Linked DNA regions of Mus musculus: regions 2, 3, 4 and 5 are each linked to region 1. The links are chromatin contacts, called in public HiChIP or PLAC-seq maps. All regions are on one chromosome and are shown on one strand. Each heading gives the region's core, a stretch centred on a gene start, on an enhancer-like site or on the middle of the called end of the contact. The rest is flanking DNA. Distances are from core to core; before and after follow the strand shown.

Evidence for each region. HiChIP or PLAC-seq counts read pairs in DNA pulled down with a chosen protein or histone mark.
Region 2: an H3K4me3 HiChIP or PLAC-seq map of stem cell-derived neural progenitor cells shows a contact between it and region 1, with 15 read pairs. The contact joins the enhancer-like site here to the promoter of Zdhhc14 in region 1. A contact is called at or near these places in 4 of 39 promoter capture datasets (the C10 cell line, cranial neural crest, embryonic stem cells and 1 more), 1 of 484 Hi-C or Micro-C datasets (embryonic stem cells), 2 of 115 datasets of contacts at active chromatin or transcription factors (embryonic stem cells and stem cell-derived neural progenitor cells) and 2 of 9 other capture datasets (adipose tissue and embryonic stem cells).
Region 3: a contact with region 1 is called in an H3K4me3 HiChIP or PLAC-seq map of pro-B cells, with 4 times the contacts expected there. The contact joins the promoter of Synj2 here to the promoter of Zdhhc14 in region 1. A contact is called at or near these places in 9 of 39 promoter capture datasets (the 3T3-L1 cell line, the C10 cell line, the HPC-7 cell line and 6 more), 2 of 484 Hi-C or Micro-C datasets (embryonic stem cells and pre-B cells) and 5 of 115 datasets of contacts at active chromatin or transcription factors (embryonic hindbrain, embryonic midbrain, forebrain and 2 more).
Region 4: an H3K4me3 HiChIP or PLAC-seq map of pro-B cells shows a contact between it and region 1, with 5 times the contacts expected there. The contact joins the enhancer-like site here to the promoter of Zdhhc14 in region 1. A contact is called at or near these places in 13 of 39 promoter capture datasets (the 3T3-L1 cell line, the C10 cell line, the HPC-7 cell line and 7 more), 1 of 15 datasets of contacts at CTCF or cohesin (large pre-B cells), 4 of 484 Hi-C or Micro-C datasets (CD4 T cells, the G1E-ER4 cell line, embryonic fibroblasts and 1 more), 11 of 115 datasets of contacts at active chromatin or transcription factors (the 230-238 cell line, astrocytes, bone marrow-derived macrophages and 7 more) and 1 of 9 other capture datasets (pancreatic islet).
Region 5: a contact with region 1 is called in an H3K4me3 HiChIP or PLAC-seq map of the 230-238 cell line, with 22 read pairs. The contact joins the promoter of 3300005D01Rik here to the promoter of Zdhhc14 in region 1. A contact is called at or near these places in 2 of 484 Hi-C or Micro-C datasets (CD4 T cells and forebrain) and 10 of 115 datasets of contacts at active chromatin or transcription factors (the 230-238 cell line, CD8 T cells, effector CD8 T cells and 7 more).

Annotation. Positions count from the first base shown.
Region 1 is chr17:5,489,308-5,495,675 of GRCm38.p6, forward strand. Zdhhc14 (zinc finger, DHHC domain containing 14) reads left to right here and starts at 3,293. Exons shown (of 9, transcript NM_146073.3): 1 at 3,293-4,384. The coding sequence starts at 4,140. It overlaps Gm52310 (zinc finger X-linked protein ZXDB-like), which reads right to left and starts at 3,919. Exons shown (of 2, transcript XM_030250193.1): 1 at 3,668-3,919; 2 at 1-3,445. The coding sequence starts at 3,919. The coding sequence ends at 2,642.
Region 2 is chr17:5,966,476-5,972,843 of GRCm38.p6, forward strand. All of the region lies in intron 1 of Synj2 (synaptojanin 2), which reads left to right. Gm52312 (a long non-coding RNA gene) reads right to left here. Exons shown (of 3, transcript XR_003952387.1): 3 at 1,784-2,018. Among named protein-coding and RNA genes, the nearest start is that of Gm52312, 7.6 kb to the right of the region's middle. Within about 2 kb of position 3,051, at least 46 of the 459 cell types and tissues checked have an H3K27ac peak or open chromatin away from gene starts, as enhancers often do. A contact at or near this core is called in stem cell-derived neural progenitor cells, where this site is marked.
Region 3 is chr17:5,938,070-5,944,437 of GRCm38.p6, forward strand. It overlaps Synj2 (synaptojanin 2), which reads left to right and starts at 3,211. Exons shown (of 27, transcript NM_001113353.2): 1 at 3,211-3,508. The coding sequence starts at 3,382. It also overlaps the pseudogene Gm8376.
Region 4 is chr17:5,891,007-5,897,374 of GRCm38.p6, forward strand. Snx9 (sorting nexin 9) reads left to right here. Exons shown (of 18, transcript NM_025664.6): 4 at 768-893. Among named protein-coding and RNA genes, the nearest start is that of Gm46599, 34 kb to the right of the region's middle. Within about 2 kb of position 2,750, at least 101 of the 459 cell types and tissues checked have an H3K27ac peak or open chromatin away from gene starts, as enhancers often do. A contact at or near this core is called in the 230-238 cell line, the G1E-ER4 cell line, the HPC-7 cell line and 5 more, where this site is marked.
Region 5 is chr17:5,794,868-5,801,235 of GRCm38.p6, forward strand. It overlaps 3300005D01Rik (RIKEN cDNA 3300005D01 gene), which reads left to right and starts at 3,790. Exons shown (of 3, transcript NR_045081.1): 1 at 3,790-3,893; 2 at 6,332-6,368.

The DNA.
Region 1 (6,368 bases), core at 2,043-4,542:
TCACCCTCCATGCCAGCTGCCTTAAGGTGTTCTCCGAACTAACAAGGAGGCTTCTAGAATGGTTTGAGCTGCTCAGATGAAAGAAACAAACCTCCAGTTTTATTTATAAAGCAACCCCCTTTGCCAGTGGGTCCACCAAGTCAGCCACGATCTGAGAAAGACCACTGGCATCAAAGATAGCACTAACAATGCAAGAAAGGTAGATGTTGGTGTGAAGTGCCACAGATGGTAACAGCTTGGTGGATTTACTTGAGGTGGATGATAAAACTCTTCAGTTAACAGAAGAGCAGAACCGGCTCTTACCTGCTGAGGCATCTCTCCACCCCACCCCACTAGATACAGTTTTACAACAAATGCTTTGTTTCTTTTTGTATGGGGTTGTCAAATATAAAGATAAGCACACATGATGGTTAAGAGATGACCCCTGGGTTGGTGAGATGGCTCAGCGGGTAAGAGAACTGACTGCTCTTCCAAAGGTCCTGAGTTCAAATCCCAGCAACTACATGGTGGCTCACAACCATCCGCAATGAGATCTGATGCCCTCTTCTGGTGTGTTCCAAGACAGCTACAGTGTACTTACGTATAACAATAAATAAATCTTAATAAAAAAAAAAGAGATGACCCCTTACATACTTTGGTGGATAGACTAATCCTAACATCCACACCCACAAATGGTCCCTTCACCTTGCAGCGTATGATTTGCTTTCTGGCTAAATAGAACATGTACATTTTTGACTCTAATGTATAGAGCCTGCTTGCTGGAAGGCTTTTCTTGTTGGCTTAATGAATTCTGGGAAATGCCAAGGTGCTAATGAACTACTGGTGACCTCTAGGAGCTGCAGAGAGTTTCCAGTGGCCAACTGACAAGAAGCTGGATGCTGTCTTACAAATGCATTAAAATGAATTCACTAGTGACCCGGATGAGTGTGGAAATGAATTCTTCTGCAGGTCATGAGAACACAGCCTAGCCTACACCTTGATGGTATGGGCAAAGGTCTCAAAAGACTTGGATACCTGAACCACAAAGGCTGTGAGGTACACCTGTTGTGTTTAAACCCTCCGGTTTGTGATAATCTGCAACAGTGGATAATTAAACACAATTACATCACATAATGGTAACACTTTCCAAGAGTTCCCAGAGTTGTTCCTTCTGTCTCCTTGTGTGTGGGAGGAGGATGGGCTGGAGAGTGGAAAAGCACAATCTAGAAGTTCTATCATTTCACTTGCAAATGCTTTTAGTACACATTTCTAGAGGATAAGGACTTTTCAATTGTGCCAGATGCCAGAAAAATCCAGTTTAGTTGAGAATAAGAATGGGCAAGTACTTTACCACGGAGCTGCACTCCCAATGCCAAGAGAGGGTGCTTTCTAAAGCCACCTAGACAATAGAGTTAACATGTGCTTTTGACAAAATAAAGTCTTGATCGTGTCAGCTAAAGGGTGGAAAAGCATAAAAGCTTTTACTTCAAATGCTAGAGCTGGTTGTGGTTGTTGTTGTTGTTTTTTTTTTAGAGCACACTTACCAAGCACTTAGTTGTCTCTGTAATGCGCTTGTCTGTCATGCAGTATCTCAAGTAATTCAAGATCAATTTCAATTGTCCACTTAAGACCCTTAGCTGGACTTGGTGGAACATATCTGAAATCCCAGCAGGCAAAAGGCAGAGAATCAGGAACTGGACACTACTACAGTAGCCTCAGCTACAGTAGTGTGAACTTATTTTTAAAAATGCACCCATCCACTTAGCAAACAAAGAAAAAGCCCCATCCAGCCCCTAAGAATCACACTTGCTTTTAACTTCTTGTAATTCCCTGTCCCATCTAATTACCATTTCTATCGCCCCCATTTCCTAGCTGGTTACATCCTTTTTCTCTTTTGGCTAGCCAAGCTTATCTATCTTTGACACTGAGCACTGAGGCGTGCTCTGTAAGGGAAAGACAGAGCTCTGGGTTCAGTGCCATTTCTATCACTGGGCAGCTCTGTAGTGTTGGGCAAGCAGTTCTTTGAGCTTGGTACAATAGTGCATCGCAGGGTTGTGGTGAGGATTACACAGAACGCAGGCAGTGTGCAAATATCCACCCGGCACAGAGAAAGCATCTTTTCCAAAGCTGTCTTTGTGGCTCTCCAAACGCTGAGTACTACAAAGCCCAGTACCTTGCTTCCCCGCCTTCGTCGCAGGGGTTGCAGGGACTTGTAGTTTTAGATCCTCAAGTCACGTTTCCTCCCTGAGTTGGACAGCGAGAGAAGGAACTACACATCCCAGCGGGCTCTGAAAAGAAAGTAGGGCTCAGAAAACCGAGCGCCCGTGCCGGGTGTCCTTTTGCGCTGGGTTACCCTAGTGCAAACGCCAGTTAGCGCTTCTACCGGGCCCCGAAGCCCAGGGGCGCAGCAGCGCTTAGGCTGCTGGGGCTCTCTGGCGCCGGCCTTGCGCCCGTTTGTATACCCAACTGTCAAACTGGGATGTAAAGAAAGGCGCACTCCAAGCATTCGCTAGATGTGCGGTCCCTTTATTGTGCGTGGGCTCCACAGAGGCAAGTAGACAGAAGTAAAATGAGCGAATTGTGAGCACCAGGGGGAAAAAGTAGAGAATGAAAGATGGGGAAGACAGCGACCTTTGCAAACAAAGCCTGCCACTGGGGGTTTTTAATCCAAAAGAGGGGGCAGATCGGTCGCTGCTGGAGCTGACACAGACCGCTCTGCTGTCCCCTGCCCTTCGAGGTCCCGAAGTCTGGCCTGTTTCAGGGGGCTGCTCATCACCCTGTCATCAAGGCACTCCACCCCCATCCTCTCGGCATCGGTAGAGTTTCCCTGGCGTCTCAGCCACGCGTGGCGCTGGGGAGGAAGAGGATGAGCCGAGGGCAGGCCAGGAAAGGTCACTTCTTTGCGTGGCGGGTACTCAGGTCCCCCGTAGTAGCAAGAACGGTTTTTCGACTGGTCATGAGAATGCGAGTGTCCAGAGGTGGCAGCTGAGACCGGGAATAATCCGGTGGAGAACCCCGTAGAGGAACTAAGTCCGCGGGGAGCGCATGGCGCCTCAGCACCGAGGGCAACGACCTGATTTCTCCTAGGGTGAAGGATGTCACCCGGGAGCCAGGAGCCTTCCTCCGGGCGCGCCAGGCCCGCACAGTCCCCGAGCCTTGCGCTCTGGCCCGGGGATACTGGGGCAGGGACCCAAGGGAGCGGGTGCCCAGGCTTCACTGGCAAGGAGGAGGAGCAGGAGGAGGAGCCCGGCTGTGAGGCGCGGGCGTCACCGCCCACCCGGCGGCGAGGAGGCGGACCTGCTCGGAGCGCCGCGCGCGCCGGGGCTGAGCCTTGCAAACAAGTGTCTCTGGCAGTGTCCCCGCGGCCCTCCGGCGGCCCTCGTCGCGCTAGGGTTGTCTTCTCCGGACAGAAGGAACCGAGGAAGCCCCGGGAGCCGCCACCGCTACCGCCGCCACCACCCTCGGCCTTAGCCCCGCGTTAGGGGCCGCGGACTCAGCTCGGCTGCTCGGCTCGTGGATGCGGGGTCGCAGCGCGGGCAGCGCCCCGGCTCCTACAGAGCAGCTCCTGACAGAAGAACGCGCGTGGCTGTCCCCACCCCTGGGAGGGGTTGCCGGTGTCGCGAGCTGCCGCTCAGTTTGCAGCTCTCTCTCCTGGGAGAATCCGTCACCGGGAAAGAGTAGAAACCACCTGGTCGAGGCGCAGAAGTGGCTCCGGAGGGAGCCGGCGTAAGGTCTGCTGCCTCGTGTCCGCTAAGGGCGCGGCGATCCGGGATCCGCCGGCCGGAGCCCAAGCGCAGCCGGGAGCTTGCGGGTGGCGAAGCCAGGCGCACCGCCTTCTGGGTGTCTGCTGAGCGGTTCCCCGCGTCCCGCGGGGTCCTGCAGCCCCGACCCCCCGGCTGGAAGCCACGGAGAACCGCTGCCGAGGACTGCGGACCAACATCGTCCCTCCCGAAAGCGGATTCTGCTATGACAGCTGGGCTCTCCAAGGGGTTAACCTGGGTGTCCTCCGTAAAGTTGTCGCCGAGCCGGGAGCCCGTTTAGGGGTCGCAGCGCCGCGGCTCGGGGGGCGGCCGAGTGGCCGGCGGCGGCCGTGGCTCGGCGGAACCCGCGCGGCCGGGGGGCTTCTGGGGGTGTGCGCCCCCAGCCGGCTGCCCTCGTGGATGCCTCCCGGCGGCGGCGGGCCCATGAAAGACTGCGAGTACAGTCAGATCAGCACCCACAGCTCCTCTCCCATGGAGTCGCCCCACAAGAAGAAGAAAATCGCGGCCCGGAGGAAATGGGAGGTGTTCCCAGGAAGAAACAAGTTCTTTTGCAACGGGAGGATCATGATGGCCCGGCAGACCGGCGTCTTCTACCTGACTCTCATTCTCATCCTGGTCACTAGTGGACTCTTCTTCGCCTTCGAGTAAGTGGCGGCTTCCAGATGCCGTGCTCCCCCACTCCTCCTGCCCCTACTTTGGCGACTTTCGTTTTCTGGTGTATATTGTTATATAATGTCAGCCTGCTTTCCCTTTATGGGACTTTTCAGCCCCCTGGAATAATGCCTTCTTGGGGCTGAATCCTGGGAGTAAGGAAAAGGAGAGAGGGGCGCTTGTAAGGTGTGCCAGGTCACTGGCTCCAGAGCATTGGCTAGAACCAAGCAGGTGGACTCTGAGTTTGGAACTAGCACACCAGCCCAGGTGCAGCCTTCTGGGGTGGAGTGGAGAATTCTAAGAGAGAGACTTGACTTAGTCCTTATCCCCGCCCCTGTGACCTCCCATCTCACCCCTGCTAAGGAAGTTCGAGGCATCTTTTTAAACCGAGTTGGCTGAATCTTAGTTATTTTAGGTTGAAAGTGTTGATTACCTACAGTGTCCTGCATGGGTTATTTCCTGTTTCATTTCCTTGTACCCCTGATTAACAGTCTTACCAAGGGTGGAGTGTACCTTCTTTCAAAGAAGTTTCCCCAGGAAATATCCACAGTTGATCATTTGGGAATATTTCGGAGAGAGATGTAAGGCCTGGAGAGGAAAACCAGACACCACGTGGCTCCTTCTGATTCCAGAAACAACCCTTTGGGGCTCTATCCTGGGGGCTGCGGGGGTGGGGGACGACCACTACATGGAAGTCTTTAGGAAAATCAAATAGATCATAGCAACAATCCTTCTGCCTGCTGAAGACAGGTCCTCCTTACTAGTAGCCCATAGGTAGAGTTTAGCCACAATCCAGATCAAATGCTCAGATTGAGTTCAGCCATCTGCAGCTTCTCCCCCCCCCCAATTCTGTGCCCAACAAAAATTAAAGTCTCTATTCAAACTTTTCAAAAGGAGTACGTTTATGGGCAGAATCTCTTTGAGCTGCCCATATTCCATCTGTTAACGGCATTGTATGTGTTTTCAGTCCTTGAGGCAGCGTCTGGCTAGGGTTATCTAAAACCTACTATGTTTGTTCAGTTTTGTCTTTAACAAGTACTGGGCTCTGATTTTGACACCCACACCCCTCTCCGATTTTCTTCTTGACCCTCTTACAGACCGTACCCCTCCGTTTTTGACTCTGGATTGCTCCGGTGTCTCATAAGTTACCCTTTGTGGGTGTTTGAGACTAAATTGGTGGCATCTGTTGGGGGACCCATGGGCTGGAGGGAAGGGATATGGGATGCATGTAGAATGCCAAAGAGGCATAACCTGTGAGGCTCCTGTTGTTTCTGTGTCCCCAGCCAGGCTGCCAGCTGAGTGGACCCGTGGAACCTGGAGGAGGGGGGACAGGGGGTTCGGATGTCCTTGCGTTTGACTTGAGAACCAACACCCAGGTGGGAGTAGAGGTGCCACATGTCTAACGGAAGTGCCATCCCCTCTGCGGTGGCTTTAGTTGCAGGCGGCTTCAGCCTGGAGAGTTGTCTCTGCTTCAACTGTCACAAAATGCTTGGAGCAGATTTGTATTGACAATTTAACTCTCTTTAGCGGTTCTAAGAGTAGAGAAAAATCAGGTAGTCGGCACGATCTGGTGATACAGAGCTTCTGTTGCTAGTGTCTTGCATGTAGCGTGGTGAATATGTCACTCTTGATGTGTATCCAAATCGTCACTATGTGGTGCGGCTACCCCACTGCCACCCCCATTATTATGTTCTTTTGTTTTCCAGTTCAAATATCACTTCTAACCAAGTCATCATAAATTTGTTTTTACTTCTCAGTCTCTCTCTGTATGTCCTTTTCCAAGAGTTCCCCAAAGCCTTCACTTGCAGCTTATTAAAGACCGCTTGCTGCACCAGTACTGTGCTAGTGGACGACTGTAGGAATAACCATGGGCACCGGGGTTTTATTAGATCCTATTTGCAGCATCGTTATTATGTCTGCTCTGTGGGAGTCAGGGTGTGTACGTGCGAGCATGCTCTCTCTCCACCACCTTAGCTT
Region 2 (6,368 bases), core at 1,801-4,300, 480 kb after region 1:
GTGCTGGCGCTGCTGGTGCCGGTGCTGGTGCTGCTGGTGCTGGTGCTGCTGCTGGTGCTGGGCTCAAAGACAGGGAGGAGCTGAGAGCTAAGAAAAAACCCCAAGACTGCATCCACAAGCCTCCAGGAGGAGGCGTCCTGCAGAGCCTTCATTTTAGTAGTGACTCCCACTGTGGGACGAAGATTTTCAGTTTTGCAAAGTCATTTTAAGCCACTACTACGGTCACCTGATAGAGCTGTATTGGAGGGCATAAAGGACGGATGGGATTAAAGATCCAAGCCTGGGTTCTGGTCTTCCTGATAAACTAGGCCACCTCTCCTCTTTGCAGCAATCACAGAGACCAAAGATGAGCCACAGTGAGAAGCGGGATGTGCTCAGAGTTAAACATCTGTCATTTGTAAAGACAGTGAACACCGCCAAGCAGGGGACAGTGAGATAAGCAGCAGTAATCCCTGTGGGAATAATTTGCTCAGCTGTGTCTAAGCACAGGCAGCCTTCTCTGGGTGTCCTATTTTGCTCCCCCGCCCCCATCACAAAGTCAGGTGGCCCATTTGACCCAGGGCAGAGACTTTGGAGAAAACATTTTTTAAAACGATTTATTTATTCATTTAATGTATATGAGTACACTGTCGCTGTCATCAAACACACCAGAAGAGGGCATCGGATTCCATTACAGATGGTTGTGAGCCACCATGTGGTTGCTGGGAATTCAACTCAGGACCTCTGGAAGAGCAGTTAGTGTTCTTAACTGCTGAGCCATCTCTCAGTCCTGGAGACAACTTTTTAAAGAAGCATGCTTGGGTCTGGAGAGAGCAGGCCATAACCCAACTCCAGAGACATCTTCTTTTTTTTTTTTTTTTTTTAGAGTAGAACAGCATAATTTTTTTAAAATATTACCAATATCCAGGCCAGAGGTACAATAAAGAAACTGCCAATGTGGCCTCTCTGTTATCGGGGGAAGGTTTTCATTGTCAATAAGAGATAGAACATACCCGGTGGCATCTAGAATTGCCTAGAGGAGAGAGAGAGAGAGATGTGAGGAATCCCGAAGGCCAGCATGAGCAGGCACCACAGATAGCCACAGGTCCTTTCTGCCAAAGGCAAGGGACACCTCCTTTTGTGGGGACAGAAATTCCATTTCACAAGTTCCTGGGGAATAGTGGCTTTTATCTAATCACCAGAAATCCTCCTATAGCCCAGTGTGAGCTCATTTCTGGATATATGGATTGCCTGTGAGACCTAACAGGAGATATAGACTCAATGAAGTCAGATTGGGAAGAAAACAAAGAGGTGCAGTGACTCTCAAGTCCATGAGCCTCACATTTAAACAGAGGGTAAGAGGTTTGTATAACTATGCAGTCCTGGTCAAGGTGTGGTCCCACTGTCTTAGTCAGGGTTTCTATTCCTGCACAAACATCATGACCAAGATGCAAGTTGGGGAGGAAAGGGCTTATTCAGCTTATACTTCCACATTGCTGTTCATCACCCAAGGAGGTCATGACTGGAATTCAAGCAGGTCAGGATACAGGAACTGATGCAGAGGTCGTGGAGGGATGTTCCTTACTGGCTTGCTTCCCCTGGCTTGCTCAGCTTGCTTTCTTATAGAACCCAAGATTACCCGCTCAGGGATGGCACCACCCACAATGCTTGCTCAGCTTGCTTTCTTATAGAACCCAAGACTACCAGCCCAGGGATGGCACCACCCACAATGGGCCCTTCCCCCCCACCCCCTTGATCACTAATTGAGAAAATGCCTTACAGCTGGATCTCATGGAGACATTTTCTCAACTGAAGCTCCTTTCTCTGTGATAACTCCAGCTTGTGTCAAGTTGACACAAAACCAGCCAGGACAAGTGCATTTCCAAGCCATCATAAATGGTGTCCTGCCTGTCCTGTCAGTTTTCAAAACTGTGAGATAATTTCTTCCTGAGAGGTAAATTCCTCCTCTGGCTGACACAGGCTTTCTCCTTCCCCTCCTTCCACAGCTTGAGATTCCTGATGTCTTAGAGTTTCTGTTGCTGTGAAGAGACATCATACTACAAGCAATAAATAAATAAAGAAAGGAAACCATTTAATTGAATTGGGGCTGGCTTGCAGTTCAAAAGTTTAGTCTATCATCATCATGGCGGGAAGCATGGCGGCACACAGGCAGACACGGTGCTGGAGAGGGAGCAGAGAGAGTTCTACATCTTGATCGGCCGGCAGCAGGCTAAGACTGTGAGCCACTAAGCCTGGCTTGAGACCTACCTTAAAGCTCACCTCCAGGGACACACTTCCTCCAACAAAGCCACACCTCCTCCACCAAGGCCACACCTCCTAACAGTGCCACTCCCTATGGGGCTGTTTTCTTTCAAACCATCACACCTGGGGACATTCCAATTCCTCGGGGAGCATGACTTCAGTAGTGTGGCAGCAGAAGGGAAGGGCACATTTCTCTCCAGGATACCTTCACTCTTGCTAAACCATGTGATGCCACTTTGCCTGACTGCCAGGGTTGAGTCAGGTGATATAAAGGGTGCTGTGCCTATGGTTTCCTAGGCTGAGACCCTAATTTTACAAATACCTTACTTGCTGCAAGAAGACCCCCCCAAATGCCAGCAGAGTCTACTTAGCTGTAGGATCCGTGATTGTCTTGTCAGGGGGACCTACAATTTCCTTATATACAACTAAGGCTATTTTGCTCAATCCCTAAAAATAAATGCCCAGTCAAGAGATTAATTCATTGAGCTGATTCTTAACCTTTGTGAGATCAAAGGTTTCTTTGTGAGACCTCCTTGAGAGTCTGTTGAAAACTGTGGCTCCTACTCATAAATATTTACGTACAATTTACATACAATTTCAGCTATTGTATAGCTTCCCACAGCTATCCCTTGAAGTCACTGTGGCTGCCAGGGATATCCCCTGCCAGCCCAGGCTGGGAGCCATGATGGTAATAAATGCCACACAGAAGCTGAGTGGCTGTTTTTCCACCAGGACCCTCCTGGGCTTTGCCAAGCTCTGGCACCAGGCTCAAAGGCTCTTCATTGTTTGCACAGTGCACACGCACAGATCGGCCCAGCTCTCTGAGTGTGTTGTAGCTCTGAGGTCAGTGAGTCTCTTTTGAGGTCACTGATGCACAGGGCAGAGTCACTGGCACATTTTAATCAGCCATTGCACATCTTCCCAGCAAATGTCTTCTTGTCTGATACTGAGAGCAAGGGGCCTTATGAAGACCACTGTAGGTACACTTTGTAGGCGATTTCACATTGTTATTTTACACCTATTTTTATATTTTTATGTATTTCTTATGTGTATGGGTGTTTTGTGTGTGTGTGTGTATGTGTGTGCCACATGCAAGGAAGGTAGAAGAGCCATTGGGTCCTCTCGCACAAGAGTTACAGGCAGTTGTAAGGTGCCATGTGGGTGCAGGGAATAGGACCCATGTCCTTGGGAAGAGCAGCAGTGTTCTTAACTGCCGAGCCATGTATCCAGCTTATGTAGTCATTAACTTTGTGTATCTGTAGCGGGGGTTCCACGTGGAAGCCAGAGGACAGCCTGTAGACAGCTTCTCTTCCTCTACCATGTAGTTCACAGGGCTTGAACTCACATCGTCAGGTTAGGTGGCAAGTGCCTTTAACCACCGAGTCATCTGGCTGACCCTTGATTTCATACAAGGACCACTTCATATGTCATGGCCCTTGGGGGACTGGAGACTGACTGTAGCCATCCTGGTGTCCTACAGGGAACAACCACAGATAATAAACTGGATATGAGGGAGGGAAAATAAAGGGACACAGAAGTCCTGACTGGGAACTTCAGCGTATCTGAGAAACCTCCAAAGACATGGTGTTAATTATTTAGCAGACACCGCCAATAAGGATGTTAAAGCAGCAGGACTGTACTTACTAGGCCCAGCCTATCTGTAGCTTTGAGTTGTGTTCTTGTGGGGAACCTGAAGGGGAAATCACCAAGAGGCCTGAATAAGTCAAGGTAGACGGCGCCTTTCCTTACCACAAGCAGGGCTATCCTAGGCAAAGCAGCTACAGCCTCCAATTTGTTTGAGTTTTAAAAGCAAAACCCACAATGTGACGTGTGTAGAAAGGCAGCTGGGGACATCTGCAACAGGCAAGTGTTTATAGAAGGGGAGAGATAGCAGTTAGTTGGACAGGCAGTTCTTATAAACTTGAGGTCAGGGACACACTGTATAGGAATTTATGGCTGGTCCAGACACCAGTTTACTTTAGGCATTTATGGCTACATGACCAGTTTGACTGGGGTAGCTTTAGCACTTCAAGTATTCTTAGGAATACTTTCACGAGCTAGCACAGCTGTAGTTCAGGAGCAGGCTACTCTCCTCCCTGAATCTAAATAATACACTATGTTACAATTTAATTTACAAAAGAGAATTCCTTGTAAAGAAGTTTTATTACGTTATTTTGTACATGTGTATACATATATACATGACTCTGCATGTGTGTACGTGTGTGTGTGTGTGTGTGTGTGTGTGTGTGTGTGTGTGTGTGAGATCAACCTCCTGGAATTGTTTTGCTCCTTCTACCATATGGGTACCAGGGATCAAACTCAGGTCGTTGGGCTTGGTGGTATGTGCTCCTAACTGCTGAGCTATCCCACATAAGCTAATTCTTTAAGGTGAGAAATTAGTAATCTGGCTTGTATTTTGATTCTTAATTTTTAAGCCTTACTTATAGTTTACACTTTGTGTAATCTTCAAACCTGGCTATAAATTACAATCCGACTTGTAATATGACTCACAAGCAACAGAAATCATGTATCACCCCCTTAAAAGATGGGGCTCAGAGCTGAACAAAGAATTCTCACCCGAGGAATACTGAAAGGCTGAGAAACACCTGAAAAAATGTTCAACATCCTTAATCATCAGAGAAATGCAAATCAAAACAACCCTGAGATTCCATCTCACACCAGTCAGAATGGCTAAGATCAAAAATTCAGGTGACAGCAGATGCTGGCGAGGATGTGGAGAAAGAGGAACACTCCTCCATTGTTGGTGGGATTGCAAGCTTGTACAACCACTCTGGAAATCAGTCTGGCGGTTCCTCAGAAAATTGGACATAGTACTACCGGAGGATCCCGCAATACCTCTCCTGGGCATATATCCAGAAGATGTCCCAACCGGTAAGAAGGACACATGCTCCACTATGTTCATAGCAGCCTTATTTATAATAGCCAGAAGCTGGAAAGAACCCAGATGTCCCTCAACAGAGGAATGGATACAAAAAATGTGGTACATTTACACAATGGAGTACTACTCAGCTATTAAAAAGAATGAATTTACGAAATTCCTAGGCAAATGGTTGGACCTGGAGGGCATCATACTGAGTGAGGTAACCCAATCACAAAAGAACTCAAATGAAATGTACTCACTGATAAGTGGATATTAACCCAGAAACTTAGTATAGCGAGAAATAAGGTACAATATGCAAAACATATGAATCTGAAGAAGAACGAAGACCAAAGTGTGGACACTTTGCTCATTCTTAGAATTGGAAACAATCACCCATGGAAGGAGTTACAGAGACAAAGTTTGGAGCTGAGACAAAAGGATGGTCCATCTAGAGACTGCCATATCCAGGGATCCATCCCATAATTAGCCTCCAAACGATGACACCATTGCATACACTAGCAAGCCTTTGTTGCAAGGACGGTGATATAGCTGTCCCTTGTGAGACTAGGCCGGGGCCTGGCAAACACAGAAGTGGATGTTCACAGTCAACTATTGGATGGATCACAGGGCCCCCAATGGAGGAGCTAGAGAAAGTATCCAAGGAGCTAAAGAGATCTGCAACCCTATCATTGAAACAACATTATGAACTAACCAGTACCCCAGAGCTCTTGACTCTAGCTGCATATGTATCAAAAGATGACCTAGTCGGCCATCACTGGAAAGAGAGGCCCATTGGTCAGGCAAACTTTATATGCCCCAGTACAGGAGAACGCCAGGGCCAAAAAATGGGAATGGGTGGGTAGGGGAGTTGGGGGGGAGGGGGTGGGGGACTTTTGGGATAGCATTGGAAATGTAATTGAAGAAAATACGTAATTAAAAAAAAAATCATGTATCTAGCCTTCATGAAGACACCAAAATGTAACTGTCCGTCCTAAGAAGCCCAGGCCTCTGTCTTGGTTGGGTGTCTTCTGTCTTCTCCCTGAGAAATCCTCTCTCTAATGCTGTATTAAGGCATGTGTTCTCCCTTAGCCTCACCTAATAAACTTTGCTTCAAACTTACCTCTCCTCAGGCTTAGTCAAGGAGCTGGCTTTGCCTGAGACGATGCCTCAGGGGAGATCTCGGGCTATTGGAAGTTCTGGACTGAGTCTCCCCACATCTGATACAGCTAAGGATATTATTGGTGTT
Region 3 (6,368 bases), core at 1,961-4,460, 450 kb after region 1:
AAGTTTCTACTAACTTGGAAAGCCGTGGGGCTCAGTTCTCAGGTTTTAAGTTATCCTTATATGTTTGTTGATGGGTCTAGAGTAATTATCAGTATTCTCTCTATAAGCTTTTTTTTTACAAGTAATGTCAAAATGCATGTCCAAACTAACCATTCCTGTCGGCTACTCCATTCCTGTCAGCTACTCCATTCCTGCCAGCTACTCCCTATCACCTGTTCAGTCTGCCTAGAGGCCAAGACAAGCTTAGCAGCAGCAGCAAATGATTTCAGCCCCTCTGCCATACCATACAGCTCCTGCTAACATACATGGGGTAGACTCTGCCAAGATGTAGCTGCATCTGTGATGGCAGACACTAAAACTTACAGGAAAGTCTAGCTCAGTAGGACAGGAAAACACCCATCATTACTGGGCCTGGAGCCTTAGGCTGCCAGACATTTCCTTGATTAATGATTGATAGATGTAGGAAGAACCAGTCCACTATGGGTGATGCCATGCATGGGCATGTAGGTGATCCTAGGTGTATTTAAACAAGCCGAAAGTCCGGCATGGCGAAACATGCTTTTAATCCTGGCACTCAGGAGGCAGAGGCAGGCAGATCCCCGAGTTCAAGGCCAGCCTTGTCTACAGAGCTAATTCTGGGACATCCAAGAACTACACAGAGAAGCCCTACTTCCTTCGTTGCGAAGAAGGAGAAGAAGAAGAAGGAGGGGGGAGGGGGGAGGGGAGGAGGAGAGGAAAGGGAGAGGAGGGAGAGAGGAGGGGGAGCGGGGAGAGGAGGAGGAGGAGGAGGAGGAGGAGGAGGAGGAGGAGGAGGAGGAGGAGGAGGAGAAGGAGGAAGTTGAGTAAGCCATAGAGAGCAAGCCAGGAAGCAGCATTCCTCCATGGTTTCTGCCTGGAGATCCTGCCCTGACTTGCCTCAGTGAGGGGACGATGACTGTCAAATGAAATAAACTCTTTCTACCCAAGTTGCTTTTGTTTGCAGTATCTATTACAACACAATAGAAATCTAGAGGCAATGCCCAAATCCAAGTGAGACAAAGTTTCCTTAACAAAAACTATCAAGAAAGGCTTGGCACCAAGGCAGACAGAGCCTGGTAGAAGAGCTTCAGAAGTTTGAGGGCACCTACAGCCACCTCTCCATCGTCTCTGTGGCCAGCATGAGGAATAGCAGGCTGAAAGGCATCCGGAACGAACACCTGGAAGCACAACTCGGTGTTCTTTGGCAAAAACAAGATGGTGGTGGTGGCCTTGGGTCGAAGCCCATCTGACAAATACAGACAGCCTGCATCGGGTCAGCAAGAAGTTGAGAGGTGATGCTGGGCTCCCTCTTACCAACTACATGAAGGAAGAGGTGACTGGGTGCTTCACAAAGTTTATAGAAATGGATTTTGCTTGAGTTGGGAACAAAGCAACTCTAACTGTGAGCCTGGATTCAGGGCCCCTAAAGCTCCATGGAGCCAGGGCTGAGGCAGCTGGGGCTGCCCACTGCTCTCAAGAAAGGTGTGGTAACCACGGTATCTGACTATGAAGTATGGAAGCGGGGTGATGAGCTGACCCTAGAGCAGGCCCGTGTCCTGAAACTTTTGTGGGATATACAGTTGGGAAGATTCCAGCAGTTGGACCATGACCTGTTTGAGAGTGCACCAGAGACTAAGGGAGAGTGGGGGGCGGGGGGGGGGGGGGGAGGAAGAGGGAAGGGGAAGGAGGAGAAGGGGTGGAGGGGGAGGAGGGGAGAGGAGCTGACTCTAGGACTTGAGACTAAGGCTTTCTAACAAATTCTTCATCTCCACTGGACCACCCAGGGCTGCTGTCACCCCTCTGGATGGAGCCGCTGTTTATTTTGTTTGGATACAGAAAAGGGAAGGTGGTTGAGGGTGACTTTGTTTCTATAAAGAATAAAATTTTGCCTGTCTCTGCCTCCCTAGTGCTAGGATTAAAGGTGCCGGCCACCCTGCCCAGCCGAGTTTGCTACACTTAATGTTACACGACTTGCATGGGGTGGTGATCTCTCCACTGTATAAAGAAGCTGTGGAGAACCAACCTCCGAAAGCCATGCGCCACTCTTGGTCTTAGCACAGCAGAATGGGGCGGGCGGGCGGCAGAGGAACCCAGCTGTTAGGGTGGCCTGCTGGAAACTTGCGGGTGAGGACCTCTAGAGGCATCACACTAGGAAAGGATGCTCCAAACGCGCCCAAAGGTGCTTCCAGTTCGACCTGGCTGCGTTCTCCCTTGGCTAGCAGACCAATCCTGACCAACCCGACCCAAGGACCAAGAGGCCTTGCCTCGAGTTGCTTGAAGGTTGCAGATCACAGAATACTCATCAATGCTGAGCAAGAACAGGCACTGAGATCCTCAGGTGGGGGTTCCTCACCTGTCACTCTGATAGGCGAGGCCATGTGCATCTCAGCGAGGTCAAGGTCATGTGGTAAAGGGGATAGCAGGGAATAGATGTCTCATCTCTCGGACACAACGCAACACCAGTTTGGGTCGCACAGTGAATTAAAGTCTTCGGTAGAAGGCAGCATTTAAAGAGTGTGTCAGGCACACACACACACACACACACACACACACACACACACACACACCACTCACAAGAACATACTCAATCACCACGGTAGTTTCAGAGTGAAGGCCACTTTGCGTTTCTGCAGTTCCATTCAGGGAGACTGAGGCACAGAACCCAATGGCCCCATCCGGGGTCTCAGGCGTGGGGGTGGGGTGGGCGTGGGAAGAAGTGCTGCGCCGGACAAGCGGTGGCGGCAGGGGTGGGGTGGGGGGTTGCCAGCCCTGCTCAGCCCTCAGCCCCCAGCTACCCATATAAGGCCGCGGGAATCCGGGCAGGGTCCGGGCTCCTGAGGCTCTCCGCGGCTGCAGCCTCCTCCGCGGCGAGGAATGTGTGGAATCTCCTTCGCCCGCAGCCGCCCCCAGCAGGGAGGACCGTCCCGGAGTACTGAGCCCTGGCGAGCTCAAGCCCACCGGGCGCAGTCTGGGTTCCCGCTGTGGCTCGCAGGTGCCTGCCTCGCCGCTTGGGGGAGCGCGGTCGTCGTCGGAGAGGCTGGGCGGCAGCGCCACCTCACCTGCTCGGGGCAGTGCGGCGGGGCCCGGGCGGAGGAGGAGGAGGGAGGGAGGGAGGGGGAGGAGGGGGTGGAGGAGAAAGGAGGAGGAGGAGGAGGCTGTCGTGGTGTTAGGGGAGGAGGAGGAGGAGGAGGAGGAGGAGGAGGAGGAGGAGGAGGAGGAGGAGGAGGAGGAGGAGGAGGAGGAGGAGGAGGAGGAGGAGGAGGAGGAGCCGTGGGCACTGGAGCCCGGCACAAAGTGAAACTCCTGGTAGCCGCACACCCTCGGGCGGGACCTGGTCCCCGCTCTCCTCTGCTCCCCGCGCCCATGGCTCTAAGCAAAGGGCTGCGGCTGCTGGCGCGGCTGGACCCCACTGGCCCGAGCAGCGTGCTGTTGGAGGCGCGGGGCCGCGGCGACTGCCTGCTCTTCGAGGCCGGCGCAGTGGCCACGCTGGGTGAGTGCCGCGCTCCCCGTGCTCCCCACTTGGGCAGCAACGCCGGGGAGGGAGGGAGGGCGGGAATTAGTGAAGGCGAGCGACTTCGCGGAGACCTGAGAACTAGGGGCGCTCGGTTCCCCGACAGGGAGGACCCCGGCGGCTTGGGGATGGCCAGGGGCGCTTGTCCGCGGGAGTACTGGGTGCGGGGGACACCAGAGAGCTGGCACATTTGGCTGGACTAAGCGTCGCGCTCGCCTGAGGGCGGGGATGTCTCGGGGGCGCTCTTCCTGGGGCTTGGGTGGCAGGCGTCTGTTCTTGGAGAGCCAACTGGCTCTGATTTCCGCTCCTGGTGCTCAGTGCCGAAACCTAGCATGTTCTGGACACTCTGAGGAGGGTGCCCTGAGGAGGAGTCCACCTAGTGCTCCCATGCTTGTGCACCTGTTGAATACACCAAAGCAGCATTGCCTTGCCTGAAGGGATGACACGTAGGCACCAAAACAGACTTTGAGAAACGTCGATGGCACCCTTCATTTGTCTCCTATAAATACTCCATCAGAAGCAGGAGTAGAAGCAAATATACTCTCTAGTGACTTTATCTTTATGCTGGGTGTTAGGTGAGGGCAAGCCATTGTATTTCATTGATTGACTTCAGAAATTGTGAGATCAGCATTGTGCTAAGGACTTTAGAGACAAAATCTTACACAACCTTTGCAGTTTTAGCTCGTAATAAAGATAAACAAACTGGGGCCTAAAGAGGCTAAGACACTTGCTCCAGGCAACACAGACTTGTGTGTGGCTATTTTGGTGATGTCATGCGGTGCATGCCTTCCTGGTAAGTCCAACTTCCGGATCCCTAGTTTTGTAATTGACATTTGCAAGAAGATCTAGGTAGCATAAAGCCAGCAGTCAGATAGGATCAGTAAGATTTTAATGATGAGCCTTGAAGGGCAGGTTTAAGACAGTGGGTGTCCAGTTGTCCATCCTCCTGGTGTTCCTAGCTAAACAGGATCACTTATATTTTAGGAGGTAAGAAATGCAAAGCACTCATTTGTAAAGTGTTTTATGACTCCTTTTCTCAGGTTTGGATGTGTCAGCTCAAGCTACGACATCCACATATTTGTGCGTACATACACCATGTCTTAAAGGGGGTGCATCAATTTCTACTTCCTGGACCATGCCATTAATGTGTAATTTATCAAGCTGGGTGTGGTGGAATACAGCCCACGTTCTGGCTATGCAAGGCGGGAGGATCAATGGGAAGATGGATTAAGCCCCAGAGTTTCATACCAGATTGGACAACCTAACCAGACCTCAAAACATGCTGGCCAAATACAGACACAGAAAAGGGAAACAGCAAATATCTGGCTTGCTGTCAGTCACTTGATTAGGGAAGGAGGATTCTGTGTCAAAAGTAGACAGTCGTGGAATAATTATCACATTATTGCAGTTGGAGTTCTGTCCTGAAAAGTCCAAACTTGGTCATTTGTTGCAGCCTTGAAAGAAAACCATGGAAATTTCCACTCCATTTTAGTCATTTACTCCATAACACATTTCTCAGAACCCAAAGATTAAATTTCATGATACAAAGTTACTGTGACTTCAAAGAGGTTAGAATGCCTCTCAGCAATGCCAAGCCATATTTATACCCCAGTGAGAGTGGTTTTGAAGCCACTTGGAACAGGTGTCTCCCATCAGGCAGTTGAGTTTGGGCCACTATGTGTTTACATGGTAGCAATGATGCAGTACTTTGGATTACAGCAGAAGTTGTCATGAAAAGAACTGTCACGTTCTAACCCTCCTCTCCTGTTCTACACTTCTATCTCCCACCTAACTGTCTGCTTTCAGTAGACCACTGGATGGATTACTTGCAGTTTTGGGTTTGTTTTCCATGGTCAACAAAATGAAACTTTTTATTTCTTTTTTTTTTTTTTTAAAGAAATTGTAGCCCTTGCTGATAATGCTGAGAGAGGATTACAAGAGAGCCTTTGTTACTAGAAAGGAAAGTCATTGCTTTGTACTTTTAAAACATCCTAAATGCCTCATTGTTGGGTGGAATAACTCTGAACTTGAAATCGCCACCTCTTCCCAGCGCCAGATAGCCGAGTTACTTTCTTTTCCTTGACCTTTCTTTTTCCCCAAGAAATAAAGCTGGCCGGGGCCTAGCAAACACAGAAGTGGATGATCACAGTCAGTTATTGGATGGGTCACACGGCCCCTAATGGAGGAGCTAGAGAAATTACCCAAGGAGCTAAAGGGAACTGCAACCCTATAGGTGGAACAACAATATGAATTAACCAGTACCCGGGAGCTCTTGTCTTTAACTGCATATGTATCAAAAGATGGCCTAGTCGGCCATCACTGCAAAGAGAGGCCCATTGGACTTGCAAACTTTATATGTCCCAGTACAGGGGAACGCCAGGGCCAAAAAGGGGGAGTGGGTGGGTAGGGGATTGGGGGGGTGGGTATGGGGGACCTTTGGGATAGCATTGAAAATGTAAATGAGGAAAATACCTAATTAAAAAAAAAAAAGAAAATATCCATATGTTATGCTTAAGAATGAAAAATACTAATATTGTGTTAGTAATACCACTTGTGTGCCTGAGAAGCATAAATTTAAATATAAAAGCACTGGCTTTGAAAAAAAAAAAAAGAAAGAAAGAAAGAAAGCCGGAGAGGTGGTGATGGCCTGGTCTTCCACAGGAGTAGATCATAGGTTCCAGCACTTACGTGGCAGTCCACAACTGTCTGTAACTCCACTTCCTGAAGATCTGATTATCTTTTCTAGACTCTGAGGTTATCAGGCACATATGGTGTACAGAAGTATATTCAGGCAGAACACCCATATACATAAAATAAAAATAAATCTTTTTTGTTTGTT
Region 4 (6,368 bases), core at 1,500-3,999, 400 kb after region 1:
AGCCAAGAGAAATCTTAAGGATTTAGGTTGACCCTGGTAGTCTTTCTATTTATACAAGCATTTGTTTCTAAAGAGGTATCGTTTCAGCTTCTTAGATTTGTTTAATCTTTCAAGACTGAGTTCACTTTACTAGAAATGGACAGACCCAGCAGGCTAACGTTAGAATATGGTTGAACCATCAGAACCATTCACCAACAGGATATGATGGACGTCCGTGAACTAAGATAAGCCATGTTCTGAACTATAAAACACACAATGTGTTTAAAAGAAGAGGGCCAGGCATGTAGCTCAGTGCCACACTGTTTGCCCTGGGTTTAATTCCCAGCACAACTACCCAACAGAGAGGGGAGGGGGAGAGACAGGGAGAATGTGTGAAGGTAGGTTGATCAGTCAGGGGTGTGTGCTCGCGTCCATGTGTGTCTGTAGGTAGGTAGATTAACCAGTCACAGAGTGCTTCTCAGAGTATACTGAAATTTAACTCCAAATAAGTAAGAGAAGGATTGCTGGAAAATACCAAAATACTTGGAAATTAAGCAATCTAAATTACATATAAGTCAAAGAAAAAAATATCAAGAAAAAAATTGAGAGTGTTTAACATAAATATAAATGAAAACTATTGAAATTGTAGAGTGCAGCAAAAACAGCCTTGAGAGGGAGACCTGCAGCCCTGAAGCTTCGGCCCCTCCCCAGGGTAGATTGTGTGTCACCTACTCAAGCTCTCACTGAGATGGAATTGTGAGGGAATAACAGCTCTTTCCAATCCTCAGATTTTACCAAACGATGGAAAAGATCCGTTTTCTTGTGGGAATTCAGTAGCCGACCAAGCTTTCCTCGATTCCCTGACAGCTAGCACAGCTCAAACCAACTCATCTTCTGCCAACAGCAATAACCAGGTAGGCCTCACCTCCTGCCGGGGCTGGCTGGCTTTCCTGAGAGCTAGGCTTGAGGGGAGCCAGGTGGTACAGCATCGCTGTGGGTGCTGCCTGAAAGTAGCTGTGAGGGGCGTGTGCGGTGGCTGGGGGGTTAGGGGTGTTGTGTGGGGGTGTGTGCAGTGTGAGGGTGTGTACAGTGGTTGGGGGGATGGGGTGTGGCGTGGGGGTGTGTGCAGTGTGAGGGTGTGTACAGTGGTTGAGGGGTTAAGGGTGTGGTGTGGGTGTGTACAGTGGTTGGGGGATTGGGGTGTGGCATGGGGCTATGCATTGTGAGGGTGTGTATAGTGGTTGGGGGCTAGGAGTGTGGCATGAGGGGGTGTGGCATGAGGGGGTGTGGCGCTCCTGCTGGGTATTAACAGACCTCACCTGAAACATCCACTAAAGACTGTTTGCAAAACCAATAATACAATGAAAGATGGTGTGTTGAGATTTGCTTTTGAGAATATCAGGATATGGGTATGGACCCCTCCCTAAAAGGTTAAATATTCTCCAGAATGAGGGCCTGCGGAGAAGGAAGGAAGCAGACACTGAGGTGGCCAGTTTCTGCTTGGCTAGACTTTGTCATGGGTCCTCCTGTTACAGCAAGTGTCACCACCCCCCAACCCCCGCCCATCGCCCATAGAAACAGTCAGATAGAAGTAGCACAGCCAGGCACTTAAACTCTTTGTCAGTGATGTTGGCTCTAAGTAGGCCTAGCGTGAGCCCCTGTTTTAGAGAATGTACAGATTTTAAACATGGCTTGGTAGCACACGCCTTAATCCCAGGCTCTCTGTGAGTCCAGGCCAGCCTGGACTACATAGTTAGACTCTGTTTCAAAAAATGAAACCAAATAAGAGAGAGAATGTCCACATTGTGTATTTTATATTTCTACCAGAGACCCTTCTGTAGACTTGAGATTAAGCTCTGTAAATAAGAGAATAGGAAAATGTACAGGCTCTGTCATGTTTTGAGTTGAAATGGTTAGGTTTTCACATGAGAGGGCCTTGTGTCCTCTGGCCCTTTTGAGAGAAACAGTTAAATCTCCATCAATTATTCTGGTCACAGTGCCCCTCCCAGGGGGACAGTGACAACATATTGCTTGGTTCTCGATCACTTTCTAGTCCAGCTACTAAATGTTTACCCAATGCCTGATACTTTCTTATTCATGTGGATGAGTTGAAGAGAAGAAATATTCTACCTTCTAAACAGCCTTCCTGTTGTGAGCAGGAAACGCTAACTTTCCACTCGTTTTGGAGTCTTGCAGTTATCTAGTCCTGCACTCTGCCCTCATGGCCTCTTTCCTTCCCAGCAGGAACCTGTCTGTCAGGTTGCAGCTGTCTGCTCAGTCCCAGGAGAGGCCAAAGGGCAACAGGAGCAGTGGGGACTGGGGAGCGGCTCCACGTGCTGCGTACAGAGGTGGAGCCTTGTACGCACAGCAAGCCTGTTCTCCTAGATAGTAATAAAGCTGTGGCTAGCCTGTGGCTAGGGAGGTTTCCTGGTGGACTTACCAAACTAGTAATCTGTATTAATGGGGCTGGCCTTTGAGTGTTTTCTGAATGGAAACAGTAGACCGCACTTTAAAGTTTCCTTTGTTTGCTAGTTAGCTAAAGTGCCAAGCAGAAAGCCACCTTGGTGAGATTCTCACTAATTCTCAGCCATGGTCCACTTATGGGGTCTGACCCAGCTCAGACAGATACAGAAAGTCATGGAAGTCAAAGCCCTTCTTCTCCTAAAGTTGTGTCTGTGTATGAGAGACAGTACCCTAAACATGTCTGCTCCCCTAGAACTCAGGGAGGAGTCAGGTTTGTTTCAGCATGTCTCCCAGCAGGCGTCCGTACTGTGGGCGCATGCATGGTAATCAGGTGCAGGAGCTGCTTCCTGGTCCAGGTGCTCTAACCATGTAGCTAGGGAGCAGAATACGACCAAACAGAAATGCTATAACTAGGCTGAGAGATGGCTCAGCGGGTAAGAGCACTGACTGCTGTTCCAGAGGTCATGAGTTCAATTCCTAGCAACCACATGGTGGCGCACAACCATCTGTAATGAAATCTGATGCCCCCTTCTGGTGTGTCTGAAGACAGCTACAGTGTACTCACATAAAATAAATGAATAAATGAAAAAAAAAAACTATAAACTGAGAACTCCTCACTGTGTAGCCAGTAGTTGCCTTTATAGAAGGCCATGCAGTCAGCTCAGTCCCTCTGTGTTACATCTTAGTCCCTGCGTGAACATGAGAAGTACAGGCTGCATCGTAGATGCAGTTCAATGTTTCATGTTACATCACATCAAAATACACAGTATCTGGTCAGTCCCCTGTTCATACCAATGATACCTGGGTTGGCTGGACGATAGTCTCCCTCCATTGTGTGGTATTTTCTCCTGTCCAGAAGCAATCCACAAACAAATGGGACTCTCACTGAGAGTGGAAACTGTGCACTGTTCTGACAGCTTGCTGTTGTTGCTGTCATGCCTGAATCACTGTTAGTTTGCCTGCTGTGCCTGCTGGCCTTCAGTCCTCTTGGTATCATCCCCAGAGCTAGCTAGCTACCCTCGTCCAGTTTTTAGAGTGCAGGATAAATGCAGAATTCTTTCTCTTTAATTGCTGCTTTTCAAACTAAGTTGTTTTATAGCTGCTTCAAATGTATCTTACAGGTTTTCTTCTTTCTGGTCACAGTGCCCCTTTCTCCATCTGCATAGTTTCCATGCCTATGGTCTCGCACTGGCTCCACCTAGGCCCTGGAGTTTCCTTTGTGTGTATTGTCTCCTGTTGGGAGATCATTCCGGTTGTCTCCTCTCCATCCACAAAGAGGAGTGCTCCCTTGTTCTGATTGGGTCAGCCTCAGTTGGCTGAGTTTTCCCTTTGCTATGGTCACAGTTCCCTGCTGTTTCATTGCTTGTAGTTTCCTTATTGGATGCCAGACTTTGTCATTTTACCTTGCTGAGTACTTTGCACCCTCGTTAATATTTTGAACCATGTGATAGAGAAGTTATTTTTAAATGTCCATTTCTTTTCCGTTTTAAGCTTTTCTGAGTGTGAACAGAGGAATATTTCACTAAGGGTACTTTTGCCCTGCTACTGAATGAAGTCTTGCTAGCGCACTGTGCAGTGTGAGGCTTTCTGCTGTGGAAGATTGCGCTCTGAGTTTCCTCTCGTGATCCTTTCTCTGACTTGAAGAGATTGCTCAGACGGTGACATTATTAGGTGTCAACTTTAGACCTCCTGTTCCTCTGCAGACCTTGAGCACTTCCTGGGTACAGCTCTCACTCACACTCACTACCCTCCCCATGCCCAGACTACACCTCTACAAGTCACAGCCCACCAGGCTCTGCCAGGTCTCTCCTGACAGGGATCAGGGTGTTTGTAGATCTCCCCTTCCAGTAACTTACGACCACTGTCCGTCTGCCCCGTGATGTTAAAACAGTCCGCATGTCTTGTCATTTTTCAGCTTGGGTAAGAAGGTGAACTGGGACTCATTAGTCTTCCGTGATTATCTTTTCTGTGCCTTGACTGACAAGTTTCCTTTCGTTTGCATCTCTGAACTGAGAATGGGGTCGTTCATAGCACAAGAGTTGACCCTCACACCACAGAAGTTTTACTAGTTTTCATTCCACGCTGAGCTGTGTGGGCTCAGGACTCGGGCTCCAGAGTTGTCAGGAATTGAGTCACCACGTTCCAGCAGAGCCCACGTCGGAGGACCCGCACTTTTGTCTCTCAGTTCCCAGTGCCTGGCCTCTTCTTTCCCTCACTTGTGGCTGTGTGTGTGTCCTGGTTGGACTCTTACACAGACGGTGCTTTTGAAAGGAAAGGTTTAAAATTCTAACATTTGGACATCTTGGCTGTGTGTTTGCCTGGGTTTGCCTCGCTAGCTATGGCATGCATGGGGTCTGCCCCACTCCAGTGCAGCTTGCAGGTAGTGTTAGTGCTTCAGTCGTGGTACCAAGCACAGGAAGAACGCAACATGCTCGCTCCCCCAGAGTTGGGTTTCTGCCGGTGGCATGCCAGGCTTTTCTCCTGAATCTGTGCCGTGAATTTGCTGGTTTTGATTAAAAGCTTTGCTGTGCCTTGTCCCCTGCTCACTGAATACCTTTTTATTTTAAGGTGGACATTTGGGCTCAGGTTGGTTGTGTTGAAAGACTCAGCCAGTTACTCCCTTCTTCTCCTTCTCCTTCTCCTCCTTCTTCCATAAATAAGGTAAATTTGAGACATGAATAACTGCATGAAGAAATAAGCACTTACCAGCCGACCCTGAGAGGTATGCTTTTTCTATGCGGTAATGTGAAGCTCTACTGGGCCTGGTCAGGCAGGTGTGATTGCTAAGGAGGTAGGACCTGCAGACTGTCAGCTGACACTTTTACTGAGGCCTGATTGGTGTGGTGAGATCCAGAGGGCTTGGCTCTGAGTGACAGGAGATCAAGCAGATCCTGGGACCAGGAAGGGAAGGCAGAAAGTGTTGCTCGGTGGGCATGACTGGGGAGGGGAAGGGAAGGGTGGGGAGGGGAGGCCTCAGCTAAGAAACAGAGCAGGTTACCGAATGCCCAAGTCTGTGGTTTCAAGACAAAGGGGTTGGTGGATGAGAGCAAAGAAATTGATGGCCAAAGGAGCTTTAAAACAGATCTTGGTAGCCCAGCTTGTTACATTGGGATTAGATTGTGAAAACACTCTTGGCATTCAGAGCCTAAAAGGTGTTTGTACCAAAGCCTGAGCCCTGGGTGTTAGCCCTGAGCTTAACCGTGAGGTGAGGGAGGCACACCTGCCCTCTTCTCTGGGATGCCTGAAGGAAGCAGATCTTCAGCTAGCAGAAAACAGCCTAAATGCCTAGCGTCATTTCCTTATTTAAACATGTCTCCAGCAGTGTGTCCTGGCATTTACACTGCTTGGCATCCTCTCCACACCTCCTGCTGTAGCACGGGGGAGGCGTGAGGGACATGTAGCTCTGTCCCTCTCAGTGAACTGCTGGTTTCGTTATTTTGGGACAGGGTCTCCCTGTGTAGCCGACAGCCTCTAAAACTTGCTATGTAGCAGGCTGGCGTCAGACCTTAGGCTTTTTCTGCCTCATAAGGTGCTGATTCTCTGTATTTCAGGTGAACCCCCACATGTACAGATGACTCTACTGAACCCTTATTTTGTCAGTACTGTATGCATTTATCCGTTCATACTTAACAGACGCCCTGAGGAAGGTAGTGTTCCAGGTCCCATTTAACATAGTAGCTAAGAAGGGCGAATTGCTCATATGCAAGGAGCTGTTGGTAGCAATGCTGGGACCCAAGCATTGTCCATGTTAGGGCTGGTTCCCAGTCACTGCGCCCATGGGAAGCAGCCTTGGCCCCATGGTCACAGAACAGTTCAAAAGCCACCTAGGTGGCCAGTGTTGAACACTGAGTAGCCCATGTTTGGGCCAGTGGTGGACTGTGTATGTGAGGGACCACGTAAGATGATAGCGGGGCTGAACAGTCTCA
Region 5 (6,368 bases), core at 2,540-5,039, 310 kb after region 1:
CCCACTGCTCAGAAGGGTCAGTCAGAAGGGAGTCATGCCACAGGAAGTGACCCAGTGAGTTTCTTCTCACTGCTTAATGATGGGAAGGCTCCTGGAATCCAGGGCTTGCCCACACATCCATCAACTGCCTGACTTTAAGTAGCAAGTATGACAGTTCTTCAAATTTAGAATACAGGTGTAACTGCTGCTCTGTCTTGCTTTCATGAGAAGCAGAGGGCTTCAATCTGCCTAAAAGCCAGGCGCCACTGCCTCAGCCTCAATTTACCCAGCTCAGCTCTAGTTGTTATATTCAAAACGGCACCTGTATCCGTCCCAGGATTCTTGCTACCCTGAGAGAATCCTCCAAAACATTCAACATAAGCCATCTCTCCTGGCCAGTGATATAATATAGATATGAAGTTGACATGAACCCTAGCCTTGATCCCCAAGATGTGGATAAAGCCTACTGAGGGCTCCTAGAAAGGAACGGGGTGAGAAACCTTTAATACCAGGACTTGGGAGGCAGAGGCAGGTAGATCTATGAATATGAGGCCACTCTGGTCTACCAAGTGTGTTCCAGGACAACCAGAGCTAAACAGAGAGAGCCTATATTGAAAGAAGGAGAACAAGAAAAAAAAAAAAAAAAACAAGCTCAGTCTCTGGGTCACACCCACCAGATTTTTTTCCTGTGAAACTAGACTTTGTTTCAAGTGTGACCTTTGAGATGAGACATACCATCAGCTGACTGAGAAGACTGTCCTCGACAGTCACAAACGATAGCGGTGAATGCCTGGCTGCTAAGACAAGTTATGTTGTATTTTATAATCCTTGCTGGTATGATTGAAAGAGTCACCTTAGAAACCGTGTACCTCTGTCCTCCATAAATCACAGAGCTCCAGAGAAGCACGGTCACCTCACCCACTGCCTCTGCGCTGTCACATCAAGACAACAACTGTATCATTTGTGTGCATCCAATTCTTCCCATTTTCAGTGCTGAGTATACTTTTCCAAGGTTCTCAAGATATCTTGGTCCTTGAAAGAAGACCTTGAGGATTGGTGTCACATCCATGCCTTGATACCTCCTGAAAATGCATGCAAGGTACTAGATTCTCTAGCTAGCAAGCCAACATTCTTCTTCTGAAATTGAGCCGCAGACTGAGTTGAATCCCTAGGGGGCAACATAGTCAAGTACATCGGAAGGATCTACTTCTGGCCAGTAGAGGGCGAAAGTCACGCAGACAGAGTATTTCTTCTGCACTATAGGAAGTTGTGGTAATAAGCCCACAGTGACAAGGCTGTAAACCCTGAATGATAATCCAGCTAAATTTGGTGGTCATTCCCTTGGGACTCAGCATAACGTATGTTTGTTACATTGTCTCATATGTGGCCACATTAACTTTTAGATCAGAAACTAATTTACAAAAACACAAACACACACTAAAAACACTTGCAACGTATTATTTACAACTTACTGTTTCTCTCATAAAAATCAAGACAGTCAAAATAACAATTATAATAATGAACACTGCTGCAGAAATATTCCAGAAAAACGAAGTAGCTTAAATGCCTTAAAAGTATTGTTACTCATCGTCCTATGCTCTGCAGTCTCAGCCTCGACTCTCACCCCAGCCTCCCACTCACCCAAGAAGCAGCAACCTGGCAGAATAATGGGCCCAAGTCACACTGCATGAGAGAGGTGACACTCTTCTGATTCAGCTTCAGGATCCCCTCCCTCAGCTACTGCCTTCAGTCACCATCACACTTAATTAGCTACTCCCTAAAGACTCCACCCAGTCCTTGCTGCCAGAGAGACAAGTCGACAAAAGACACAGGCTTCTCATTGAAGAGCTCATTTTCCAAAGAAGCACAGAGACTAATAGAGAGATGGTTGTGTTCTGGTTTAGCGTGGCCAAGTCAGAGAAGAGTCACCCAGGGAGGAATGCGTTAGCTTCCCCAGGTGTGTTAACTTCCCATTGCTGGGACACAAAACCTGGCTCAACAGCCTAAAGGAGAGAACTTGGGTTTTGATGCTGTTGTTTTGCAGTGCTGGAGAATACACGGAGGTGTTCATGCTAAGGAGGTGCTCTACCGCTGACATAGACCCACCCCCAGCATCATTAGGAAGGTTTGCTTTGTCTTATAATTCCAGAGATCTCTGAAACTGATTAGCTAGTCCTGCTGCTCTGGGCTTTACAGTGGCACAGTGCATGGTAGAAGTCTGTCGTTTCCTTCACAGCAGCCAGGAAGGAGAGAGAGAGAGAGAGAGAGAGAGAGAGAGAGAGAGAGAGAGAGAGTAAAGGAGGCTGGGTTTCCAATATCACCTTCAAGGACACATACACAATGGCTCAGTCTCTTTCCTTAGAGTCCGTCAACTCTCAGGATGGAGAACAAGACTAAATGACATGAGCCCTTGGGTAGTGCTCCAGATCCAGGGCATGGCAGAAAGCCAACAAGCACTTGAGTGGCAGGCTGCCAGAGTAGCCGTCAAAGGCTTTCATGGCCCCATTTCTTTTCCTATCATGTGTTTCCAAAATGTCATAGTCCACACAGAGTACAAGTGGAGACAGGGGCCAGCTCTAGTTTGCTTGTATTGTTCTGATGAAGACCATGGCCAAAAACCACTCTGGAGGGGGGAAAAGGTCAACTGTAGTCTGTCTTACAGGTTAGAGTTCAGCGTGAAGGAAGTCACAGCAGGCGCTCAGGGCAGGAAGCTGGAGGCAGGAACTGAAACAGAAAGACCATGGCTTGCTTACATAGCTTGCTTTCCTATACAGCCAGGACCACCAGTGCAGGGTGGCAGCGTCCACAACCCACAATGGGCAGCCCTTCCCCAAACCCACCATTGACCATTAATCAAGAAAATGTCCCACAGACATGCCTACAGGACAATCAAATGAGGCATTTACACACACACACACACACACACACACACACAAACACACACACACACACACACACACACACTTAACCTCTATGCTGTCTTGGTTCCTACCTACACAGCTATCCTGGTAAAGTAGCCTCTGAACTAAGTTTTATAAAGGCCAATTTAGGCCAGGCATGGTGATGTATGCCTTTAATCCCAGCATTCAGGAGGCAGAGGTAGGCTTATTTTTATGAGTTTGAGGCCAGCCTGATCTACAAAGTGAGTTCTAGGACAGCCAGGGATACAGAGAAACCCTGTCTCAAACAAACAAACAACAAACAAACAAAACATCCAAATCAGTGAAGGAGTGAATGGTCTTGGCTGCATGGCGTGAAAGGATTCCAAGTCCACAGAACAGCACTAGCATTGGAGTTCTGAAACTGACAGGTCCCTGTGGCAAAAGCTCAGGTCTGAGGACGCTGGTGACAAGAATGCCTTTAAGAAACGGACAGGTGCTAGGTTACCTGCTGAGAAGCACAGATGTCATTTGGAAAGCTAAGAGGAAGTGGCAACATCAGAAATGTGGCTTCCGAACCTTCCTCCCAGCAGTGTGGAGGGAGGATGGATTCAAATTCCGCGGGTCTGAGGAATAGAGAGGGCACTTGGGGCTTCTGGTTGCTGAGCCAGGCTAGAAGCAGATGGACAAGGAAGGCATCAATGAGTGGCAGAGGTGCGATCCAGGGATGACTCAAAGATTCTGGCCTGTGTCACCAGGCAGAGGGTGACATCATTTACCCTCAGTGAGCTTCAGTGGTGAGTCTGCAGCTTATTAGTGCTGTGCTATCACCAATTAGGTGTTGAGCACTCAGGGGCTGCAGCCACTCAAGCATGGACAAGGAAGTGATAAAGAATGAGCCGGGAGGGGCCGCCATGCAGCAGGAAGCTGCACGTGGGTGACTGGAGTTCCTGATGAGGAAGTGATAAAGAGCGAGCGAGCTAGCAGGGGCCGCCATGCAGCAGCAAGCTGCACATGCACAACTGGAGTTCAAAGGTGAGATGGGCACTAGAAGTACGGATCCCGGACACGTGGATTTAGAGAAAGGAGAACAGAAAACCAGAAAAAATCCTGTCCGTGTCCTGAGAGACACCATCGGTAAGGGACTGATAGAGGAACAAAAGTTTGGAAGAGCTGTCAAAGACAAAACAAAATGGTAGAATTGTATAGTATTAAAAATCGGGTAGTGGGAGGGCAGTCCTGCTCCCTGAGAAGTCAAACAGAATAAGGACTGAAACTTAGCTGTCATATGTATCAAAAGAATGAGCAGTGGCACCACTGGCTGGCAGGACCCCTGAGATCCGTGAGTGAAATGCCGCTGAATTCTAGGAAAGATGGGGCCAAGCAACGAGCCCAGCTGCTGTGCTGAAAATGACCCAAATAGTCTCCAGAGGACCCGAATTGATGGTTCAGGAAGTCTGTAAGCTGGTTAATGACATAGCCATTATTACAAGTTAGATGACATAAATTTACAAAATGGATAAGTTATGCTAAAAAGAAGGGTAATAAACAAGCTAGTTATGTCACTTATTAAGTATGATTTCTTATTACTGATGCTGCCCAGGTCATTCACATACTTTCTAGCTGTGTATAGGGAATGCTATATAACCATGAGCTACTGGGCAGCTTCCTGACTCACTCGTTGATACGGGGAAGGCTCAAAAATGGCTTTGGTAAGAGTGTTCATTCCATGAGAATCAGCAAATGTACAGTCCAGAGTCCTTTCTTTCCAGACATCTGGCTCTCGGTGCCAGGATACCACTGAAATGGAGTCACAGGATGACACCGTCCCCACCCACTCCCACCCCAACCCTGTCCTCCCCATGGGACGTAGCCAACAATTCAAGTCTGGCCCACAGTAGTACTGGTCATAATCTGTCTGTCAACGCTGATCGTGGGTAGGTCGAGCAGAGATCGTTCGTTCTCTACTTGGCGTGCTGGTGTTGTGGCTCTAAAGAACTGCCTAGGTATGGGATCCAGCTTTGTGTCACAGAGGAAATGGATTCCAGCTTCCTGGCTTGACACTGAGGGCTGGACCCTAGGCCCAGAAGAAATCCAGAGCTGGATTAGAAGTCTAGCTGGTAGCTGGTCGCCTATACTGCACTTGGATGAGGGCGAAAGGCAGCAGGAGAGGCACTCAGTGCCCCATTCCCAGACGAGGAGGGCTTCTCTCAGCCCTCTCCTCGCTGTCTCTCAGCCTGGCCACACAAACCTATTGGAGGCTACAAGGTACGCAAATGGGGAGGCTGATGCCGACAGCCAAGCAGTGGAAAGTGAAGTTTGTTAAAGAAGGGGGAAGAGAGGGAGAGAGGAGGGAAGGTAGGGAGATGAGGAGGAGAAGAAGGAGGAGGAGGGGGAGGAGGAGGGAAGAGAAAGGGAAGAGCAAAAGAGGAGAGGAGAGGAGAGGAGAGGAGAGGAGAGGAGAGGAGAGGAGAGGAGAGGAGAGGAGAGGAGAGGAGAGGAGAGGAGAGGAGAGGAGAGGAGGGGGAAGGAGAAACCAATAAATATAAGAGGTTGTGTTTTGTTTTTTTAAATTCACTGGACAACATGAATCATAGATGTATGAGTCACTTGCTACCTTTGAAAGCCCACAGGGGAAAGAAAGGCCAGAGGACACAGGGAGGACTGAGCACATCGCCTAGAGAGGCTTTTGAAAGGAGAAAGCCATCCAAGTGGCCTTCCTTCTGAGATTGCTTCTCACTGCCTCTTCTGCAAACCTCTAGTTAGAGCCCAGATGCACAGCTCTGGGCCAGTCCTAGGTTAACCAGTGGACTGTGCTGGGAGAGCTGACACTAAGCTCTTCTTCAGTTCCTTTCTGTGGTGCTGGTTTTGTAGAACTTCTTGTTTTTTGAAGTGCTGGGGCTGTGCGACTCTTTCCCAGTCAGAGGACTGCGTGGATGGAGCTGCCCTCGGGGTTCTGCCTGTGACCGGCCTGGGGTTAAGGTGCATCGAAATAGACCCTGAGTGTGCTCTGCCACGGCTGGGAGGGGGATTGCAGTGAAGTCAAGGAGAGCTAACTCTGAGTTGCCACTTTCCTGTTGTCTAGCACTACTCTACATAGCAGAAGACAATTGAACATAAAAAGGGGATTTGGGAAGAGAGTTGGGCCGGGGTGGGGTGGGGGTGGGTGTTGGAAGAGAATTGAATGTAAGATATGGAAGGCTTGTCTGAGAGAGCAGGTTCTGGGCCCTGTGAACTGCATGCAGCCCAAGGAGTGGCTTGGAGCCTCTGGTTCTTCATGTGAAATGGAGCCAAGCAGACCCGACCAGCACCCTGGGCTATCATCAGCACCCAGCAAAAGCAGGGAGGTGAAGGGAGGCTGTGTCTGTGAGTGCTGACCGATTCAGGGGTGAGAGCCCCGGGGTGGGGGTGGGGCGCTTTGTGCACATGAAGCAGCTTTTGAGCTGGAATTTTCATGTTAAGTGTTTCTTCAGAAAGACAGATGACATCAAGGCAAGACCTAGAAGCCAG